Linked DNA regions of Ovis aries: region 2 is linked to region 1. A link is a contact called in public Hi-C data. All regions are on one chromosome and are shown on one strand. Each heading gives the region's core, a stretch centred on a gene start, on an enhancer-like site or on the middle of the called end of the contact. The rest is flanking DNA. Distances are from core to core; before and after follow the strand shown. Region 1 holds the start of MCF2L (MCF.2 cell line derived transforming sequence like). Region 2 overlaps TMEM255B (transmembrane protein 255B).

Region 1 (4,332 bases), core at 556-3,055:
GAGCAGTTTACCCCGTTCACACAAACGCTCCAGGAACCTCCCTCTCAACTTCTGGCTTTACGCCTTTTTACGAAAGGTATGTGAGTTCCTAACGGCAGGAAGCTCTTCCGTCCCAGCGACCTTCATCCCGCTTCCAATCACCAAGATGCTGCTTCCCAGGTAAATCTCCCAGCTTCACAGCTGAGCCCCAAACGCAGAAACAGCCTGAATGGTGATCCGGACGCCAATTCCAGCCACAGCCCGAGGTCAGAAGGCGCCTGGCAGTGGCAGGGCTGGGAGGGAAGAGGCTCCGACTCGGGAGAAGGACGGGCTTCAGGCTGCGGATGGGGCAGAGGTGTCCTCAGAGCGCTGAGCTCCGCAAACAGGTGGCCCCTGCGCCCTCCTCCTGATCCGTGGGTCTCCCGGAGAGAAAGGCGCCCAGAGCTGGGGTCAGTCACGAGGAGAGTGGTGCCCAGGCTTCTGGCGCGGAAGGCCCGCCACTCTCGCCAGCCTTCCCCTGGATCGCCGCCGGGGGGCCGTCACAGGTGGAGGTGCCAAGGCCACAGCTGCGTCCAGGTCCTGGCCAGACGGTGAGCCTGGGGCCTGGGGGGTGCACCCCGCCCTGAGGGACTCAAGTGCTGAAACACAGCCAAGCCCCTCTTCCTGCCCCTCTGGACTGACTCACCCGGAGCACCTGCCCTCCTGGCCGCCCACCTGGGCCCACGGGCAGCATCTGCCTGTCCGGCCCCCCGCCGCAGCGGGTCCAGGAGCTGGGAGCAAAGCTCAGAACTCAGGTCCCCGAACCCGCTCTGGGCCGGCCACTGGGTCAGATCTGCACTTTAGGAGACCCTCCACCGCGAGGTCTCCCTCAGGGGGCCACCCCTCACCTACCTGTCCAGTGGGGTCCCCCGTCCCCTGGGAGGGACTCACAGCTCCAGCGCCAGCACCCCCGGACACACATCTATTTTTGTGGCCTGGCCCCTCCCAGTGGTCACGCATCCTGCGGCCTCCCACGGCCGCCCCCACACATCCTGCCCAGCCTCAGGGTCACCTTAACCCCTTCCCTGTCCAGGGCAGGCTGGAGGTCCCTTAGGGGCAGGGTGGGAAGCTTTAAAGCTAAGAGGCTGCACCTGCTCCAGAAAAGTCTCCTTCCGGCCAGCTGGAGCAGGCTCCTGTTTAAGCGGCCAGCGCTGCAGAGAGCAGAAGGTGGTTTTTAAAAACTAGCAGGAACACCGTTTAGGGCTGAAAGAGCAAAGGGCCTTGTTTTTAAACTGCTGAGTCTCACTTTTCCGCTGCCAGTTTGAAAAGCAAAACAGCCAGACGGGCCGGGAAGCCCAGGTTCAGCCAGCCGCCCTCAGCGGCCCCGCCTGGCCCGGCGCCTGCTGGGGGTCTGGACGCCAGGGTGCGGCCCTGGGAGGGGCCGGGCAGTGACACCTGTCCGGCGGGAGGACCCCGGCCCGACAGTGGGGGGCGTCCCGCACGTGGAGCCCGCGCTCCCGCTCTGGCGGCGGCCCCTGGACACCGCGCAGCGGCCCCGCTCCGCCCCGGCCGGTCCCGGGGCTCGCTGGGGTCGCACGCGGGCGGGACGCGATTGGAGCGCGCAGACCGGTCACGGAGGCGATCGGAGCACGCAGACCCGGCACCGGCCTCCGGGACGCTGAGTCCACGCCCCCCACCCTCCTCCGTCGGCCCCTCTCCCGGGCCCTCCCCGCCCCCCCCACCCGCGCTCACCGCCCACGCTTCCCGCCCCCACACACCTGCCGTGGGACGTCCTCCCGGCCCGGTCCTCCACCCGCAGGTGCGCGGACGCCCCTCCTCCCCGGCCTGGGGGAGGGGAGGGGAGGGGGAGGGCTGCGGGGCGGCGGCGAGGACGGTGGGGGAGGGGACCGCGCGGAGGGAGAGGGCGGAGCGCCAGGGAGGACGGCTGAGGGTCTGCGCCGAGGGAGGGGGCGGGGAGGCGCCCGGCCCCGCCCCGCAGCGTGGGTCCCCATCACCGCCACCGCTCCGCCTGCACGGAGCAGGCGGTCTGCTGTCTGGGCTCGGGGTGTGCAGGCCCCAGGGCAGGGCCGTGCAGCTGCGGGGGGGGGGCCCCCTTTTTTGCAAGAAAAGGGAAGGGACCGGTCTTCTCCCTTGTGGGTCCCCCTTGTTCAGGGAAACTCAAGTTCCCCAGTAGAACTCGGGAAGTTGAGGCGCGCAGGCTGACACGTCCCCAGTGTTGCTCTAGGTGTAAACTTTATTTTAGCTGGCGCTTTCAAACGTCTGCATTCTGTGGGCGACACCGGGAAATCGGAGGAAGGCCAGCACAGAGCCCTGTCGGGAGGGCAGTAGGCACAACCCCAAGGCTCCAGGGGGCCCCACGCCAGGAGCCCCATACCCGCCCCGGGGCGCCCCTCCAGGCCTGAGGGGAGGGTGTGCCAGCCTCTGCAGGGCTTTCCTCCTCCAAGTGCGGTCCCCACCACCCGGCATGGCCTCCCCGTCAGCCCCCCGCTTAGCCAACGCCCCCCAGGTGGTGGGCACGGCTGAGCCAGGGCTGCCGAGTGGACAGGACCCTGCACACGCTCAGAGGCAGGGCTGCCGCGGGGAGGAGGCTGGCCTGAGTGGACAGCGAAGCGAAGGCAGGACCTTCCTCAGATGGACGGCTTCCTTCCCGGAGCGAGCGGGGATGGGAAGGCCCCAGGACCCTGGCAGAGTCAGGGCGGAGGCAGGGGCCTCTCCTCTGAGGGCCGGGTGGATGTGCGGGCGTGGGGGCCTGACCCGCTCGGTGGGGCCTTTCCCGTGACCGCAGGGACCCGGGGTCCTGGGGGTGCTCTCCAGGGGCCGTGCTGAGTGTCGCTGGAGCCCTGAGGGCCAGAGGGGGGCGCCCGGCCGGCCTGCCCGGAGGATGGGCAGCGCTCAGTGACCCCACGACCCCGGTCAGGTCTGCAGGCCCGGCACTGCCCCCAGGTGCGCGTCCCGCGGAGGGTCCCAAGCCCCACCTCGGCCACAAGCACTGGGACCGGAGAGCCTCTCCCACGGCAGGGAGGCCTCCAGCCTTGGGACGTGGTCACTGGCCCAGGAGGACGCGGAGGACAAAGGCCCAAGACGCCTGTGCGCTCAGAGACGGCTGGTGCTGATTCAAGTCTTCCGACTCCAAGGCGAATCCCAGAACAAAAGCCCGGGGCGCCCTGCTGGCCAGGGGCCCAGAGGGCCAGGCCAGGCCTTTGTGCAGCTCTGGAGGCTTGGGGGATCACCATCACAATCAGGGCTCTGGGAGGGCTCTGCGGAGGACCTTCTGCTCCCGCTGGGGTCAACCGCTCCCGAGGGCGTGGGCAGAGGTGGGTAGGCGGCCTGGAGACCCCTCGGGCCTGGGGCTGCGTCTCTGCCTGGTTACCGTGCCCTTGGCCCTTCAGGGAGTTGGGGACTTCGCTGTTTGAGGTGAATTCCTCTGTGGAAAGCCTCTCGCTCCCACAAAGAAGTCTGTGTTACAGGAAGTAATCCCAAGTGGCTCAATGGGTAAAGAATCTGCCTGCAAGGCAGGAGACTTGGGTTCGATCCCTGGGTTGGGAAGATCACCCCCCCACCGCATTCTTGCCTGGAGAATCCCATGCACAGAGCAGCCTGGTGGGCTACAGCCCACGGGGTCGCAGAGGGTTGGATGGATGGAAGCGACAGAGCGCACATGTGAAACCCGAGTGGGGTGCCACCCCGCTCCCAATAGCCGGGGGTCCCCTGAGCCTCTCAGCGCCTGCCTCTGCCCTCTGGGTCCAGGTCAGGTGGGGCATGCAGGAGGCTGAGGGGGGGCCTGGTCCTCTGGAGTTCTGAGGTGACCCTGGGGCATGAAAGGGGGTTTCCTCCCACGTACCTGGGGCCTCAGAGGGGCAACCTGCTGGGGGAGACACGGGCGCCCCAGGCTGCAGCAGCCATGACCTCCCCGCCCGCCCATCCTGAGCTGCAGCTCCTCGGGGCTCGTTTCTTGGCTGCTGGCCGACCCTGCCCCACGGCTTTCCTCTGGGAAGCCAAAGGCAGGGCCACCACCAGTCTCCAAGGAATGCTGCTGGGCGGGCGGGCGGGGCCCTGAGCCTCCAGCCTGGGGTTTATTCAGGCAGCAATGTGGCCCCAGGCCCACGCTGGCCGCTGCGCAGTTCACCTTGTCCAGGCGGGGCCCGGGGCCCCCCGGAGCTCACCCCCACTGTGGAGTCAGGCTGTGAACACTAATGAGACGGGGAAAGGAGGTGCTTAGCAGCCGGCCCAGTGTGGGCAGGACCCCCGGACCTGCTGGGCCATGGTGGACCACTGTCAATTAGCGCCGTGCAGCCCGGGGTGGGGATGTGGGGCGGGGTGGCTGAGCTCTGTCCCCAGCTCCCCCTCCCGCTG
Region 2 (4,489 bases), core at 763-3,262, 390 kb before region 1:
CACCCTGACATACTCCTCAACATAAATAAACGTCTCCGTGACTATGAAACTCTTTATGAAAAGCCCCTAAATTTATATGTGTAACTTTTGCAAAGTCAGGAGTTTGTCTCCTTGCCTTTGTGATGAGGATGGCTCACGTTAGGGAGAGGACGGCAGTTCGTCCCCAGCTGCGGTCCGGACGCCCTCTTCCTTCCCTGCCCAGCACCCAGACCGCAGGGGCACCTGCTGGGCTGGAGCAGAGCTGGGGACCCGAAGGGGCTGTTGGGTGTCGTGCGTAGTAAGACGACCTTCCTCGCCCTAAACAAGGCCCGTTTGGTCCCTGTGAGCCTCAGAAACAGAGCAGTCTCCGTGTTCTCTGCAGTCTAGGCAGGGAAACACAGCCCTGTGAAGTCTCCTCTCAAACGCCATTGGGTCTCGTGATGTTCAAACCAGGTTTCTTTGGTGGAAAATGACCTGCCCAAGTCTCAGGGCTGGGCCAGACTCATCCTGCAAGAGCCCGCCTTGGGCACGGGGGCACCCGCCCTGGGGCTCAGGGCGTACACTCAGCCTCTCCAGGCCCCAAACGCCTGCCATCGTGACATGACGCCCCCAGAAGGGACAGCTTTGCAGAGAGGCTAAGTCCTCAGCCAGCCAGCCAGCCAAGTGAAGGATGTTTCAAAGCCTACACGCTGCTTCTCAGCGGCCACAGGGTCCATCGCAGCCGATGGAATTCCTGTGCCTAAACTTCGCTGGGTTTGTTTTTTAACAATATGCCCGAAGCGAGTCAAAGAATTAACAGGATTGGTCACAATGACTTTGAGCTAAAATTCCAAATTGATGAGGTTGCTGGGTTTGCAACCTTTGGAGCTGAAATTCCAGGACAGTCTGGGGTGGGGCCGCGTCCTGCCCGCAGAGGCCACAAGGCCAGCGCTGGGCTGGGCCCACCCGCAACACGGGGCTCTCGAGCCCACATCTGACAAAACACCGGCGCGTTCGCTCGACCGCGGTTTGCACACACTGCCCTTTTTGCTGCTGCTACAGACTGAAGGTTTGCGGCCACCCTGAGCTGGGGGAGCCTGCTGGCACACTTTCCCAGCAGCGTTTGCTGACTTCGTGTCTCCGTGTCCCATTTCAGTAATTCCTGTGATGTCTCAAACTCTTTATTATCATAGCTGTATAGTGACTGCTGATCAGTGGGCTTTGATGTTACTATTGTGGTTGTTTAGGTATTTTTCAGCAAGAAAATGTTTTCAATGAAGCGATATACCTCTTTCCGGTAGACAACACTGCTGACGGCGGACGGGGGGGAGAGGGCCAGGGAGTCCGTGCCCCCCCCCCGCCCTGCCCACTCACCCCGGGGCCACTGCACGGGTCCCTCCTGCGGTAGGGACGCATCCACAGCTCGGAAGAGGGAGCCGCAAGGACCGTCCTGAACGTGGGGCTGGACCGGGTCTGCTGGACGGAACTGCGTCCCCGCCGGTAGGGGGCGCCGGAGACCGCGTCTTGCTGACCCGGCCACCTCCCCTCCCCCCGCCCCGCCCCCGCTCCTCCCCGCCCCCTTTCCTGGGGCTGTAAGCGGGGACTCGGGCCTGCAGCAGCTCGAGGCCTGCGCTCACCTGCTTCCCAGGCGTGTCTGGCCGCGGGCACAGCTGCTCCCAGGCGGCCCCTGCAGGGGTTTCTCAGCAGAGAGCCGGCATCTCAGGGGCGCCTGCGCTACAGCTGGGGGCCCACGTGGGGTCTCCCCGCCGAGAGGCAGACCCGGCCCTGCTGGACACCCCGGGGGCTGACAGTCGGACAGACGCAGCCCCAGGAGCTCGCCGCCCCCCAACCCCAGGACACCACTGGAGCAGAGCCCACGCGGACCCCCGGCCTTCCCAGGCCGTGGACGGAGCTTATACTCAAGCCGGGAGGACTTCCCTTGGGCAGATGCGCACCAGGAGGGCCGCGCTGAGGGTGGCCGCCCTGCCCTCCCTGGGAATAGCACGTCTGCTGGGAAGCGGCCCTCACCGCGCACAGCCACACTGCCTTCGGTATGGTGCATGACGACGAGACGGGGGAGGAGCGCGGAAGAGAAAGATAACTGCTCTGTAAGCGGCGAGGCCCCGCCCCTCCAGCGGGAATTTTAGCTCAGCTGGGGGTGTGGTCTCACGGGGGGGGGGGGGGGGGGGGGCGGGCGGAGTGGCCTCACCACTGGGGTCCTACGCATGGTCCTGGCCTCTCCTGCACAGATGAGCCAGGGGGGTCTGCAGGAGGGTCTGCAGGAGGGTCTCCAGGAGGCGGCCACCGTGGGGAGGGGGCTGCTTTGAACAGACCAAACTACTGCTTCCCATCTACGCCCTCTGCATCACGGTGTGTAGGGAGGGGGCTTCTCCCCAGCGAGGAGGTGGGTGGGGACGCTGATGGGGTGCCGGCAGCTGGAGCTGGACTGAGGCTGCGAGTCCTCGGGCAGAGGGAGGTCGGAGCCGGGTGAGGCCGCGAAGCCACCGGGCAGCTGCAATCAAACAGAAAAGCGTCCTCAGCCCGCGGGAGCCCCTCAGAGCCCACCTGGGCTCAGCCCCCAGGCCCAGGCCCGTAGGCGGTGACTGCTTCCTGATGAGGCTGAGTTCCCAGGGGCCACAGAAGGCCCTGATTCAGCCCCGGGGGGCCCCCACTGTGCCTGCGGGACACTGGTCTCAACACCCAGAAGGGTGGCCGTCGACCACCTGCCACTGGACGCTCGGACACGTGAACCCTGCCCCAGGGAAAGGCTGCCCAGCTCGTTTGGGGCCCCGGGCTCACTCAAGCTCCGTATGTTAAGGGAAACCAGGAACACCAACGTTCTCCATAGTGTGTGATGGCTAATTTTATGCACCAACTTGGCTAGACTGCGGGCAGTGCCCAGGCGCCACACTGCCGTCCAGATGTCATCCTCAGGGTGCTCTGTAGCTGTGATGAGCATGTGGACCAGCAGATTACACTCTCTGTTGCAGTTGGGCCTCATCCGATCAGTCGAAGAGGAATGCCTGAGGTCCCAAGCAGGGGGAATCCCGCCTCGAGGTGCCTTCAGTCGCAAACCCATTCTTCCCGGGGCTCCAGCCTGCGGCCTGCCCTACAGATTTCGGGCTCTCTTCCTCTAGCTCTCGTTTCTCTCCCTGTGAGTCTGTCCGTGTGCCGCCTCCATCTATAAATACATCTTTCTGTGTGTCTCCTCTGTGCAGACACGCCACTGGCTCTGCGTCTCAGGACCACCCACACTAACACACCTAGATGCCAAGCAATCCTGCAAAGAGAACGTTGGGGCACGGCACAGCTTTTAAACAAATAAAACTTCCAGTTTTTTTTCCACCAGCCAACAAACCTCTTAAATTTCTCTCTTTTTTCTTAACTTCTAATGGTTAGAAATGCCTGATTAAAACCAACATTAAGTAAGTAAAGAAAGCAACCCCTTCTGTGACGGGACAAAGTGAGGGCATGCAGGCTCTGGCCTGCAGTGGGGCTGCGTGGGTCCTTGCACTCCACCCATCAGGAGCCCAGGGCCAGGGGGCACCCGCCTGCCTGCCCCTCCTCCTGGAGACCCTCTAAGGGGGCTCTAGGATCCAAGGGCCCTGGGCCCCTGCCCACCTCTGTTGCTTTCTCTCTCTCAAATTCACACTTCTTTCTGACCTCGGATGACAGAGGAAATCTCTAGAGAACATCCTCTCAGGTCTGTGGGGACCCCCGCTCCCACTGCGCACGTGTGTGCTCTGTTCTTCATTGGAAACGAGCCGCTGAGAGAAGCAGGGAGTAAACCACACCAACCGCAGAGGAAGCCAGTGGGAACCGCAGAGGAAACCAGTGGGGACCGCAGAGGAAGCCAGTGGGGACCGCAGAGGAAACCAGTGGGGACCGCAGAGGAAACCAGTGGGGACCGCAGAGGAAGCCAGTGGGGACCGCAGAGGAAACCAGTGGGGACCGCAGAGGAAGCCAGTGGGGACCGCAGAGGAAGCCAGTGGGGACCGCAGAGGAAACCAGTGGGGACCACAGAGGAAACCAGTGGGGACCGCAGAGGCAACCGCCAGGAAACAAGAAACTACCAGGAACCAGGGAGGAAGCCACCACAGCGCAGAGGCAAACCAGGCTCTGCTCACACAGGTGACGCCGTCAGGAGGGCAGACAAAGAGTCCTTTAGTAAAGGATGCGAGACCCTTACTTACTGGATGTAAGGCCCTTAGTGACAGCGTGCAAGGCCCTTCATTACAGGATGTGAGTTGATTGTCAGTGGGTCCTTATTCCTGCATTTCCTGATCAGGCAGCCCAGGGAGTCAGGAAGGTGAGTTCCCTTTTGTGAGTTTTCTTTTGACTAACTGCTCAAAACAGCTCCCAACAGCGGCTCACTCCCTCTGTCAGGCAGGAGTGTTCTCCACTGCCAGCGACTGCACCGACACTTGCAGAGTGCCTTTCCTCCTGCGCTGGGGGCAGAGCTGGGGGCAGCCATCTGTCCTCCTCCTCCTGATGAGGCACACACGGCATCTCCCTGGGGTCTGATTACTGC

The links. Hi-C and Micro-C count contacts between places; a contact is called where the count stands out from the background.
Region 2: a Hi-C map of liver shows a contact between it and region 1, with 4 times the contacts expected there. The contact joins the enhancer-like site here to the promoter of MCF2L in region 1. A contact is called at or near these places in 3 of 16 Hi-C or Micro-C datasets (liver, muscle and tail adipose tissue).

The regions. Positions count from the first base shown.
Region 1 is chr10:85,738,032-85,742,363 of ARS-UI_Ramb_v3.0, reverse strand. It overlaps MCF2L (MCF.2 cell line derived transforming sequence like), which reads right to left and starts at 1,805. Exons shown (of 34, transcript XM_042255086.2): 1 at 1,737-1,805.
Region 2 is chr10:86,127,619-86,132,107 of ARS-UI_Ramb_v3.0, reverse strand. TMEM255B (transmembrane protein 255B) reads right to left here. Exons shown (of 9, transcript XM_027973884.3): 9 at 2,142-2,470. The coding sequence ends at 2,324. Among named protein-coding and RNA genes, the nearest start is that of TMEM255B, 22 kb to the right of the region's middle. Within about 2 kb of position 2,012, at least 7 of the 54 cell types and tissues checked have an H3K27ac peak or open chromatin away from gene starts, as enhancers often do. A contact at or near this core is called in liver, where this site is marked.